2 separate regions of the Mus musculus genome follow, and region 1 is linked to region 2. The links are chromatin contacts, called in public capture Hi-C maps. All regions are on one chromosome and are shown on one strand. The core of a region is the stretch at or near the end of the contact, and the rest is flanking DNA. Distances in the headings are between cores, read along the strand shown.

The links. Capture Hi-C pulls out chosen DNA fragments and counts their contacts.
Region 1: a capture Hi-C map of embryonic stem cells shows a contact between it and region 2, with 3 times the contacts expected there. The contact joins two enhancer-like sites. A contact is called at or near these places in 2 of 115 datasets of contacts at active chromatin or transcription factors (bone marrow-derived macrophages and embryonic stem cells) and 2 of 9 other capture datasets (embryonic stem cells and pancreatic islet).

Annotation. Positions count from the first base shown.
Region 1 is chr11:88,947,613-88,952,879 of GRCm38.p6, forward strand. It overlaps Scpep1 (serine carboxypeptidase 1), which reads right to left. Exons shown (of 13, transcript NM_029023.3): 2 at 4,794-4,942. Among named protein-coding and RNA genes, the nearest start is that of Scpep1, 5.2 kb to the right of the region's middle. Within about 2 kb of position 3,004, at least 81 of the 459 cell types and tissues checked have an H3K27ac peak or open chromatin away from gene starts, as enhancers often do. A contact at or near this core is called in embryonic stem cells, where this site is marked.
Region 2 is chr11:88,137,457-88,142,504 of GRCm38.p6, forward strand. The region is part of intron 1 of Cuedc1 (CUE domain containing 1); the gene reads left to right. Among named protein-coding and RNA genes, the nearest start is that of Cuedc1, 41 kb to the left of the region's middle. Within about 2 kb of position 1,940, at least 128 of the 459 cell types and tissues checked have an H3K27ac peak or open chromatin away from gene starts, as enhancers often do. A contact at or near this core is called in embryonic stem cells, where this site is marked.

The sequences.
Region 1 (5,267 bases), core at 1,754-4,253, 810 kb after region 2:
ATGTAGCATGGGTATCCAGGAGACCAAGTGGGAACTTCCAACATGTCTTCACTAAATCAATTTTCTTTACAGGGAGGAAAAAAGAAAGAAAGGAAAATAGGAAGGAAGGAAGGAAGGAAGGAAGGAAGGAAGGAAGGAAGGAAGGAAGGAGGGAGGGAGGGAGGGAGGGAGGGAGGGAGGGAGGGAGGGAGGGAGGGAGGGAGGGAGGGAGGGAGGGAGGCGAGCAAGCAAGCGAGCTGAGGAAATGCACAGTTCTAACCCCAGCCCTGGAGGGGGATGAAGCAGCGAGATCGGGAGCCCTGAGCTACAAACAAAAATTTAAAAGCAAAGAAAGTGGTTTATTTATTTTTTTCCAGCTCCACATTTTCTGGGAGCTCCTGCACCCACCAAACTCCTGCAGAAACCATGCAAGTCTCTCTCTGAAAGGATGGAGATAATTTTAGGAGTCCTAGGTGAGACAGGCAGCAGTGGCACAGACCTTTAACCCCAGCACTCAGGGCAGGCAGATCACTGCGTTCGAAGCCAGAGTGGAGGAGGTGTGGGGCCAGAACCTAGGTGACTTTTCTTGCCTCTTGGTTCTCTGGACTTAAACCTGGGCCTGACTTGGGGCTCACTAAATCTCTCTCTTCTCAAATATCATAAAGCTACAAAGAGGGATAGAACAGGCTAGCCCCTGGCCCTCTTAGCAACTGCAGGCTCCATCTGAACAAGAACTTGAGCTTTTTGACTCTTTCCTACCCCTCAACTGAAAGGCAGAAGACTCTCCTTTGGGGCCCAATGGATAAGCACACCCTCTGCGTATACCATAGCCAACACAGAAGTCTCAGAGTAGGAGTATAGGGGGACATCAGGGGTCTTTACATGGGCAAAAGAGGCAGGATTCGAAATTGAAGTTCAGTACTGGAGCCTCCAAACTGCAGAGGGTAAGCTCTGTGTGCTCTGAAGGGCTCAGAGGGGGAGGGGTGGGCAGAAGCAAACAGGCAAAATGGGGCAGGTAAGGGGGATTTGATGGGAACAGGTCCTCTGGGAGACAGATGATCAGGAAAAAAAGAGGGGGTTTTTCTAGATGGATCCAGGAGGTCCAGATGAGCTGGGGGCAGGGATGAGGAAAATATTAGCAGCTGAGTCAGAGACAGGCCCAGGGTATACAGTCTCTCAGCACATGGAGAGGGGCGAGCAGAAAGGGAAGCAGGCACAGTGGAAGTCAGGGCAATCTGAAGAAAAGAGACAGACTGAGGTGTCTTTGGGGTATAGTAACAGACACCTGTAATCCCTGCACTGTATGCAAAGGAAGGAGAATTATTTATTCAGTTGAAGGCTCGTCTGGGCAAGACCCTGCCCCTCCCACAAGGAGAGACGGAGGAGTGGAAACAGGGCCAAGGGCCGGCTAGACAAGGCAACAGGCACTACCTGCTAAATATCCTCCATCCTTAATGTTCTGAACTGACACTAACCTCCTTGATAAAAATCAGAGGCTCAACTCCCCCGGGATTATATGTTAAGATTTCCTAATACAGCGGCAAAAAGTTCACAAACCAGTTGGAGATATTCATCCCAGCGCCACTAATAGCACCAAGAGGCAGGGCGCAACTGGAAGTCCTCCCAGAGGGAGGAGGGTGAGACACCACATCTGCAGGATGAATCACGGGGCCACTTAGAAGAATCACAAACCCCAGAAAATGCTGTGGCCCCTAAGGAAATACAAAGTACACAGAGGAAAGGTGCACCCTCAAACGAAGGTGGGTCTTTTCTTTCACAGAGGCTTCTCTGTAGGGGCCAGATGAAAACCAAAGTTTCGGGGAGCACATCTGAGAATCTAGAAGCCTGGGCCACTGCGGGAGGATTTCCATCGTCCATTTCTGCTCCATCTTCCTGTGCTCCTTTCCCAGTAGCTAGGAGAAACTGCCGGGAAGATCTCACTTTGCGTGTGTGTACGTGCACAGGCACACGTGGAAGCCAGAGGCCACATTAGATGTCTGTCTCAATCGCTCTCCACCTTATTTTTGAAGGCAGGGTCTATCGATGAGCCTGGAGTTCACGAACTCTGCTACCTGGCAGGCCAGGGAGCTCCAGGGATCATCCTGACAAGTATAGGTGTCTAAGTTCAAATCCGCATAGATGCATAGCAAGCACTTTACAAACTGAGCCCTATCTTATGCCCTTATTTAAATATAAGGATGATAATAACAATAATAATGAACAGATCACAAAAATCTTCACCCAGAAACCCTGGAAAAAAGTGGTATGGGGAGCTGAGGCTCAGGGCTTCTCGGTTCCTCTAAGATAAATGTGTCAGCGAGTAAGCTGAAATGACTTGAAAAATAGCTTCCTATCCATGAAATGGCTCACTCGCTATTCACGTGACCTCCATTCTCAAAGATGAGCCGCTTTGCAAAGAAGTTTCTGCCTAAGTCCTTGGAAGGCTGCTAACTAGCTCTTCTCATCTAGGTTAACTGTTTCCTCCTTAACTAGCTCTTCTCATCTAAGTTAACTGTTTCCTCCTTATTTTAGCCTCCTTCCTTGGGGCTCTGGGGAAATAGGGAAGAGCAGATGAGGGTTTTCAGTTACTATCCTTTGTACAGCGACTCCGCCTGAGGGTTAACCTAACCAACAGGCCACACACACACCAGACAACTTCCAGGGCCAGGCAGATGCTAGTGTCCAAACCCCACCCCCCACCCCACCCAGATAAGGAAAACAACTCTATGGTGAAAGAGAAGGCTAGCTTGCAACTTTTGGTTTTTGTTTCATTCTGTTTTGTAGTGGTGGGGACAAGGCCTTGTACAAGGTAGGCAAACTCCACCTCCACCCCCCTGGAAAGTTGAATCCTGAGCCTATGAAATGCAGTGTTTTGTTTTGTTTTGTTAAACTGGTTTCTGGAAAGCCCAGAGAGTACACTGTGGGTAGCAGGGGACAGAGAGGCAGCCACAAACCCAGGACCCCGCAGCTGCCCCACCCCAGCTTTAGTTCTGCTTTTTTGTCCCCAACACTGGCTTCATCTGAAGGCTTCAAAATCACTCAAATCCCTCCACTCAGAACACTATGGCCCAGAGAAGGGTCTGGTGTCCACACCAGCAGGCTCAAGGCTTTCCCACATCCAGGCTCTTCCGGGCAACCACGCGTTCATCAGCTGCCGCATCTGGGATGAGCGCACAGATTACGGATTCCACTCCGGAAATTTTCCAACTAGTGCTACCCGGCAGAGCTGTTTATCTTCAGGCCCCAATAGGGCAGCCGTGAAGATCCTGCAGCAGGCTCAGCCTCAGAATTGTTCTTATTTCACCCACACATCAAGTCTGCAGTGTCAGGCCCTACCTAGGGCAGAGCCTCAGCTCGGGCAGGCCCTTGAGAAGGAAGCCTCGCCCCATATCCCACAGAGGTGAGTACCAGGGTGTCCTAATTACAGGTGAGACCTCAGGAACCTCAAGGTTCCTCAACCCCTCCCTAGAGACTAGTCTTTCCGGTGGGCGAGGCCACCATAGGTGCCATTTGAAGAATGCAGCAGCTCTCTGCCTATCCCTAAACTGTTCACAAGGCCAGGTGGTGGTGGTGGTGGTGGTTGTTTTGTTTGTTTTTTTAACCTTCAACTCATGAGACAGAACTCAGAGTTAAAATACAAACACACTAGGGAAAAGGGTAGAACCCTCACATCCATGCTAAGATACAAAAGACTGGCATGTTATAGTTAGGAATATATGTGTGTGTGTGTGTGTGTGTGTGTGTGTGTGTGTGTGTGTGTGTGTGTGTGTGTGTATGTATACACACACATATATTCACATATACATACACACATATGTATGCAGTAACCAATTAATGAAGAGAGAAGCCATGAATTTGAAAGAGAGCGAGTAAGGGTATATGGGAGAGTAGAGGGGAAGAAACATAATTATATTATAACCTCAAAAATGTTTTAAAACATGGCTTACCTGGGGACTCAAAGTTGGGGCTCAGGACTGTGTGGACAGGAAGAAGGGAGGAGGATTGGGGTACCTCAGCCTTGGCTCAGAACTTTTCAAACACTTTCTTTTTGTAAGAAGCCAACTGTATCACAGACAGCTTTCAGTGAGGGGCCTTGAAACTGTCAGGACTCCATATAAAGAGTCTGGAAGGTAAGGAATGAGCTGAGCACTATTCTAGCACTTGGGAGGCTGAGGCAGGATTGTGATGAGTTCAAGGCCATTGTGGGCTACATAACAAGATCCTATCTCCAGGGGTCCAGGGGTAGGAGAGATGATGGCTCAGTAGTCAAGAGCACTGACTGCTCTTCCGAAGGCCCTGAGTTCGAATCCCAGCTCACAACCATCTGTAATGAGATCTGAATCCCTCTTCTGGAATGTTTGAAGACAACTACAGTGTACTTAAATATAATAAATAAATCTTTAAAAAAAAAAAAAAAAAAAGACCCAGCCAGGCGGTGGTGGCACACGCCTTTAATCCCAGCACTTTGGAGGCAGAGGCAGACGGATTTCTGAATTTGAGGCCAGCCTGGTCTACAAAGTGAGTTCCAGGACAGCCAGGGCTATACAGAGAAACCGTCTCTCGAAAAACCAAAAAAAAAAAAAAAAAAAAAAAAAAAAAAAACCCTAGCTCCAAAAATGAATGAAAGAAATTAAGACCAGAAAATAGGGCTTCCTTTGCTACCCTCTTGCTTTAGGCTGTCTCAGAAGCATGTGACCGCCCCCAGGACCAGAAGGACCAAAATGAGTCAGTCATTGCTAAGCTGGAAACTAAGAACCAAACAATGAGGTTAAAAGGAGACCTGACCTGGAGGCCAGGCGAAGACTTTACTGTACCTGAAGCCACATGACCAGGGGCAGCTCTGAAAAGTTCTTGCAAGGGTTGGTGGCATAATAGAGCCACCAGAACATGTGGGCATCCTTTCGGACAGTCACATAATCCCATACTTCCTTGCCTTCGGGTTCCCGCCAGTCGATGGCAGATCCTGAAACGGAAGGTCAGTGTTACTCCCTGAGGCATTCCAAGGTGGGAAAGATGAGGTGGAGAACTCATGGGGGACAACACGTGGGGAGGTTGGAGATGGCCACTCAGGCCATTCAGACAGTGCTTGATGCTTTAGGTAATCCATCTACCTCAGTATATTGTGCTCATAAGGAAAAGAAAGATATACACACAAAGAGAAGTCAGTAGGGCGTGTTTGTGCACCTCTCTAATCCCAGAACTTAAGAAGCAGAGGCAAATGGATATCTGTGAGTTCAGTGGGGCCAGTTCGGTCTATGAAGTGAGTTATAGGTCTGCCAGGGCTATAT
Region 2 (5,048 bases), core at 690-3,189:
ATCTCCAGGACAGAAGCTTCAAGCTCAGATAGTGTACAGCAGGAAAGACAACAGGTAAACATGGATACCCTGGAAGCTACGCATATATGCATCCGAGCATCCTTGGGAGGCCAGGTTCCCCCACGATTCCTCAAACATTCCCAGGGGGAAGGGTCATTTGAATCCAGTCCCAGAGATGCCACCTAAGTGTTTGCCCTGCAAGGACTGCTCTGTGAAGGTTTGCTGAGGGAGCTGGGATTTATTCTTCTTCTTCACTGCCTGGTTGACACCTTGGATGTGTGTCACATGTTCATCTCCTTATCTTATAAGGATGTGTCCTTGCTACAGAGTGGGCAAACTAAGCTCAGACTAGGAAGGAATGTGGCCACAGCACAGCCACCTTTCCCAAGGAAAGCACCGCAGACAGGTGCCTTGGGGTAGGGCTACAGAGTCTGTCCCCTGAGTCCTTGCTCTGCCTCCACTTCAGTATCTGTTCTTTGCCTGCCCTCACCCTTGGACTCTTGAATGAGGCTGACTGGGCAGGTGTGAGGCAGGGCATTGTCCACAGGCTCAGTAGCTGGGCAGAGCTGAGCTTGAAGATTGGCGTTGCCTCTTGCCAGGCGCGTGACACACTCCTCTCCTCCCTCTGCCTGCTCCCCTGTTAGGAAACCGAGAGGATAATGGTTCCCTCGTGGGGTGGTGAAGAAGATGAGGGAGTCTAATAGTTCCTTAGTGCCTGGCCCACACAGGATGCTCAGGGAATATTTTGGTTGCTATCCTTGGTTTCCGTTCCCCCGTAGGAATTATAGACAGGAAAAGACCTCGCTCTGTAACATCCTGGGGAGACTCTCCAAGGACTTTGCCTTCTTCCCGACATGACCGCAGCATGTGAGAAGTGGGTGCTTAGCGTGTGTCACCTGATAAACATCTAGAGCAAGCCAAAGGGCTTGGGAGGGCTGGGAAGAGGGCACAGCTGGTACAGAGCTTGTCACGCAAGTGTGAGGACCTGAGTTCAGATTCCCCCAACAGCCACATAAACAGCAGGGCCCAGTGTGCACCTGTAATCCCAGTGCTGGATGGGTAGAGTCAAGAACATCCCTGGAGGTTGCTGCTCTCCAGGTTCAGTGAGAGACTCTGTCTCAAAAAGTAAGGTGGAGAGTGGCCTGGGGCCTCTACATACATACCACAGTGGGGGTGGGGGTGGGGGAGAAAGGGAGGGAAAGAGGGAGGGAGGGAGTCAGGGAGAGAAACAACAAGCTAAGGACTCCCATAACTACATTAAAGCCCCTGCCATCTGCTGATCACACACCTGGCATCTTTCCTTCAACCCCCCAGTTTTTCAGGGCATCTCAGGCTTCTTGTCCGTGTTCATGGAGAGATGACGCCTGTTCACCACTTTCCCTCTTCATCTAAGGATAACAGCTTGAAGAGTGAGCGTCCACACAGCCTTCAGGATCCTCAGACACCTGCTGCTGGGTCTCTTACTTTTTGTCCCCTCGTTTCTGCAATGTCCTCTGGTACTATGTGGGCCTCTGCCGGCAGATGTTTTATAATGCCCTCCTTTTGCCTATACCCCGTGGATATTTTGGTGTCTTCTCTTATAAACTTGCTACTGGAAGTTACTCCCTCAGTCTCTCCCTGTTCCTCAGAAGTTGGTCATGAGGCAGAGAGAAAGCGTCTGCCTCCCAACCTTTCTGCCTCGTCGTTTCCAGGAATTCCTTTGTCGAGCAAAGAATCTCTTTGTGAGGAGAAGAATCTATCACTTGGGATTTCTGTTCAGGTTTCTCGCAGGAGTCAGGGCCGGGCAGGCAGTTTGTTTGCCCCGGGGCCCAGTGAGGTCCAACTGAAAGGGCTCCCCATGTGCTCCCAGATCTGCCGATCACCTTTCATCCTTCCGTTGTCTTCCTGTCGGGCACTGGCCCGCCAACATCGATCACGCTGGCCCGGAAGGTGGTGACGGGTTTGCGTTTCTTGCTCCCTGTTTTGTTCCTTTGCTTAGTCAATCGAGTCTCCATGGAAACAGGTGCAGCCTTTGTGTTGCTTTTGCTTTGGGTGAATCAATGCTCCCCCGCCCCCTCTCCTCTTTGGGATCAAAGGGGGAGGTGAATTCATCACAGCAACTGTGGTGGCCTGGGGAGCCAGGCAGGGATTAGTCCTCTAGTCAAGCATCCCCACAACCACAGCGTGGCTGCTGCCGGGTCCACAGTCTCCCTTTCGCCTCCTGAGACCATCGGGATGCCGCGACTCATAAATGCCCTCGTCCCAGCCCCCAGGTTCTCTATTCTCAGGGGCAGCTGCTGGCCACCTGGGGCGGGATCCTGAGTAGAGATCAGCTTGCTCAGCTTCTTTGGTGTGACCTTGGAGGCAAGGCCTTTGACCTTTCTAGACCTTTGAGGCTAAGAGATTGGAGAAGCTTAGAATGGGGGAGAAAGTCAGGCTTTTGGTAGCAGGACTGCATTTGCCCTAAAGAAAACCACATCTGGGTATGCAGTTTTTGTCTTCTGTCCTAGGGCCAATAGTAAATTTACGTTTGGTTCAAACCAGTGACATTCAAAAAACGGCAGCCCATCTCCAAGGAGCAACTTGATAAAAATCTATCCCCCACCCCCCCATCCCTCCCCCACTCCCGATCCACAGCACCTCCCCTTCCCTCTGCTGGTCCAGGGTCTTCCCTGCTGGTGACAACCTGTCAGAGGCCTTCTGTTCCAGGCCAAAGCTCAATGCTTTTGGATACTCAGGGTCTGCTTTGTGTCCTGAGGATCCTCCAGTGTTTCAGGCAGGAAGGGAGGGGCTCCTGAGGAGAGCTGTGAGCTTTCTGCTTGAGCGGCTGGCTTGCCTGTCCTCTCTGTGTGGGTGTGCTGCACACCACTCACTATCCAACAGGTGCACTAGTAGGCTCTGCTTTTAGTAGGAAATCAGGTGCAAATTTCAGTGCAGCCCTGGTGGTGATTAAATCAGCAAACCCTGCCTTATTTATTGAAAAAAAAAAAAAGACTTCCTTCTAATATCTAACCTCTCGGACCATCTGCTTGTTAAGATTAGCAAAAGATGCACGTGACCTCGGGTTTTACATTGTTCAAAAGCCTCCCTTGAGACTGGAGGTGGGGCCACATTGCCTGAAGAGACCTCTAAATGGGGTCTGTGGTAAAGATTAAGTTATCCGTTGCGTGCCAAGTGGCCACTTGAAGCTGCCGCTTTCCCAGGTCTACCCTGAGGGTAAACGACCCTCTAACATCTCCTCTGGAGTCTAACCTAAATCTCTTTTTATTGTGTTAGAAAGAGAGATGATAGAGCGAGTATCCCTCCAGGCTTTCCTCAAAGACCAGGGAAATCTCTCCTCAGCCTTGGCCAAACACACCAGGAGTCCTCGGTCTCCTCCTCCAGTGTCTGCGTTTCCTGTTGGATAAACAAGGAGAACAGTAGCTGCCTCATCGGGCTGTTGTGGAAATCAAATAAAGACTGTGAGATGCACCTTGCCAAGAGCCTGGCATATGGTCCATTTTCAATTACGCCAGCAGAGTCTGAGGAGATTTTATTTCCTGCCTTTTATGTCTCAGAGACCTTCTGCTTTTTCTCCTCCTCCTCCTCTTCCTTCTCTTCCTCCTCCTCCTCCTCCTCCTCTTCTTTTCTTCTTTTCAGCCTCTCCTAGATGAAGCTCCTTGGGCTAAGGGACATCTTCAGACACCCAGAATAGGCCAAGAGGGGCCTCACCCCTCTGCTGCTCTCCTCTAGGCTGGTATCTCTCAGCTAGCATAGCCTGGAATATCCCCTAGGCCTCCTTGATTTACCTGGGGCCTTCAGGGTGGGGATGAGTATACAGAGGACATTCTGGCTACCTTTCTGGTTGGCATCTGTGTGCCAGGGAGACCTGCGGTGTTGAGGAGTCCATCCCAAGTCCCTTGGAGGTTTTGTTTGTTTGTTTACTTTGTGGACATTGCTATTTTTTTGTTTGTTTTGAGATTGGGGCTCGGTCTGTAGCCCAGGCTAGACCATAAGTCGCCATGTAGCCTGGGTTGGTTTTGAGCTGGCCAGGATGTTCCTTCCTTAGCTGTTGTTGATGATGTTTTATATTTCCAAGATTGATTGATTTATGATGGTGCATATGAGTGTTTTGTTGCATGTATGTCTGGTACAAGTCAGAAGAGTACCGTGCATCTCCTGGAACTGGAGTTACAGACAGTTGTGAGGTACCACGTGGATGCCGGGAATCAAACCTGATTTCTCTGAGAGAACAAGTGCTCTTAACCACTGAGCCACCTCTTCAGCTTTGTTTGTTTATTTATTTTGGTTTTGGAGACAGGCTTTCTCCGTGTAGCCCTGGCTGCCCTGGAACTTGCTCAGTAGACCAGGCTGGCCTCAGACTTCTGTTTTGTTTTGAGACAGAATCCCACGTAAGCCTCAAACTTGTGTTTGTCTGATCTATTTATTTTCTGTGTATGTGTGTGTGCCTGAGAACATGTGTGTGCACCATATGTGTGCCTGGTGCCCACAGAGGTCAGGATAGGCACTGTACCCCCTGGAGCTGGAGTTACCCATGGTTAGGAGGAGTCACCGTGTGCATGCTGGGAGCCAAACTCCGGTCCTCACCAGGTGCAGTGTGTGCTCTTCACTACACTCTGCAACCCTACCTGTGCTAAGGGCCAGGATCCCAGCATGCACCACCATGCCTGGCCTTTGTATTTTAATCTCTCTCTCTCTCTCTCTCTCTTTTTTCTACCAAAGGGAAAAGCGGTCGATCCACTTTTTGGCGTTACTATTTTTTTTTCCTTAGTAATAAATATTAGCAGAGAGTGAAACTCAATCACAAAGATTGATAGTTGTCCAAGGTCTAGGAGAAGCCAACCTGTCTTCCAGAATATGGTGTCTTTGGCCTTCTTAAACTCTCACTTGGCAGAAGGCCTAAGGTTCTGAAGCCCAGATGTGTGAAGGAGTGGGGCCCTGTCTACTCTTGGATGTCTGCAGCCCTTTTGGTTGGGAAGTCAGAGTTTTCTCTTCTCTTTTTAGTGAGACCCAAGCCTGTGTCGTCCCCAGCCATTGTTCCTGTTTGCCTTGCTCGCTTGCCTGGACAT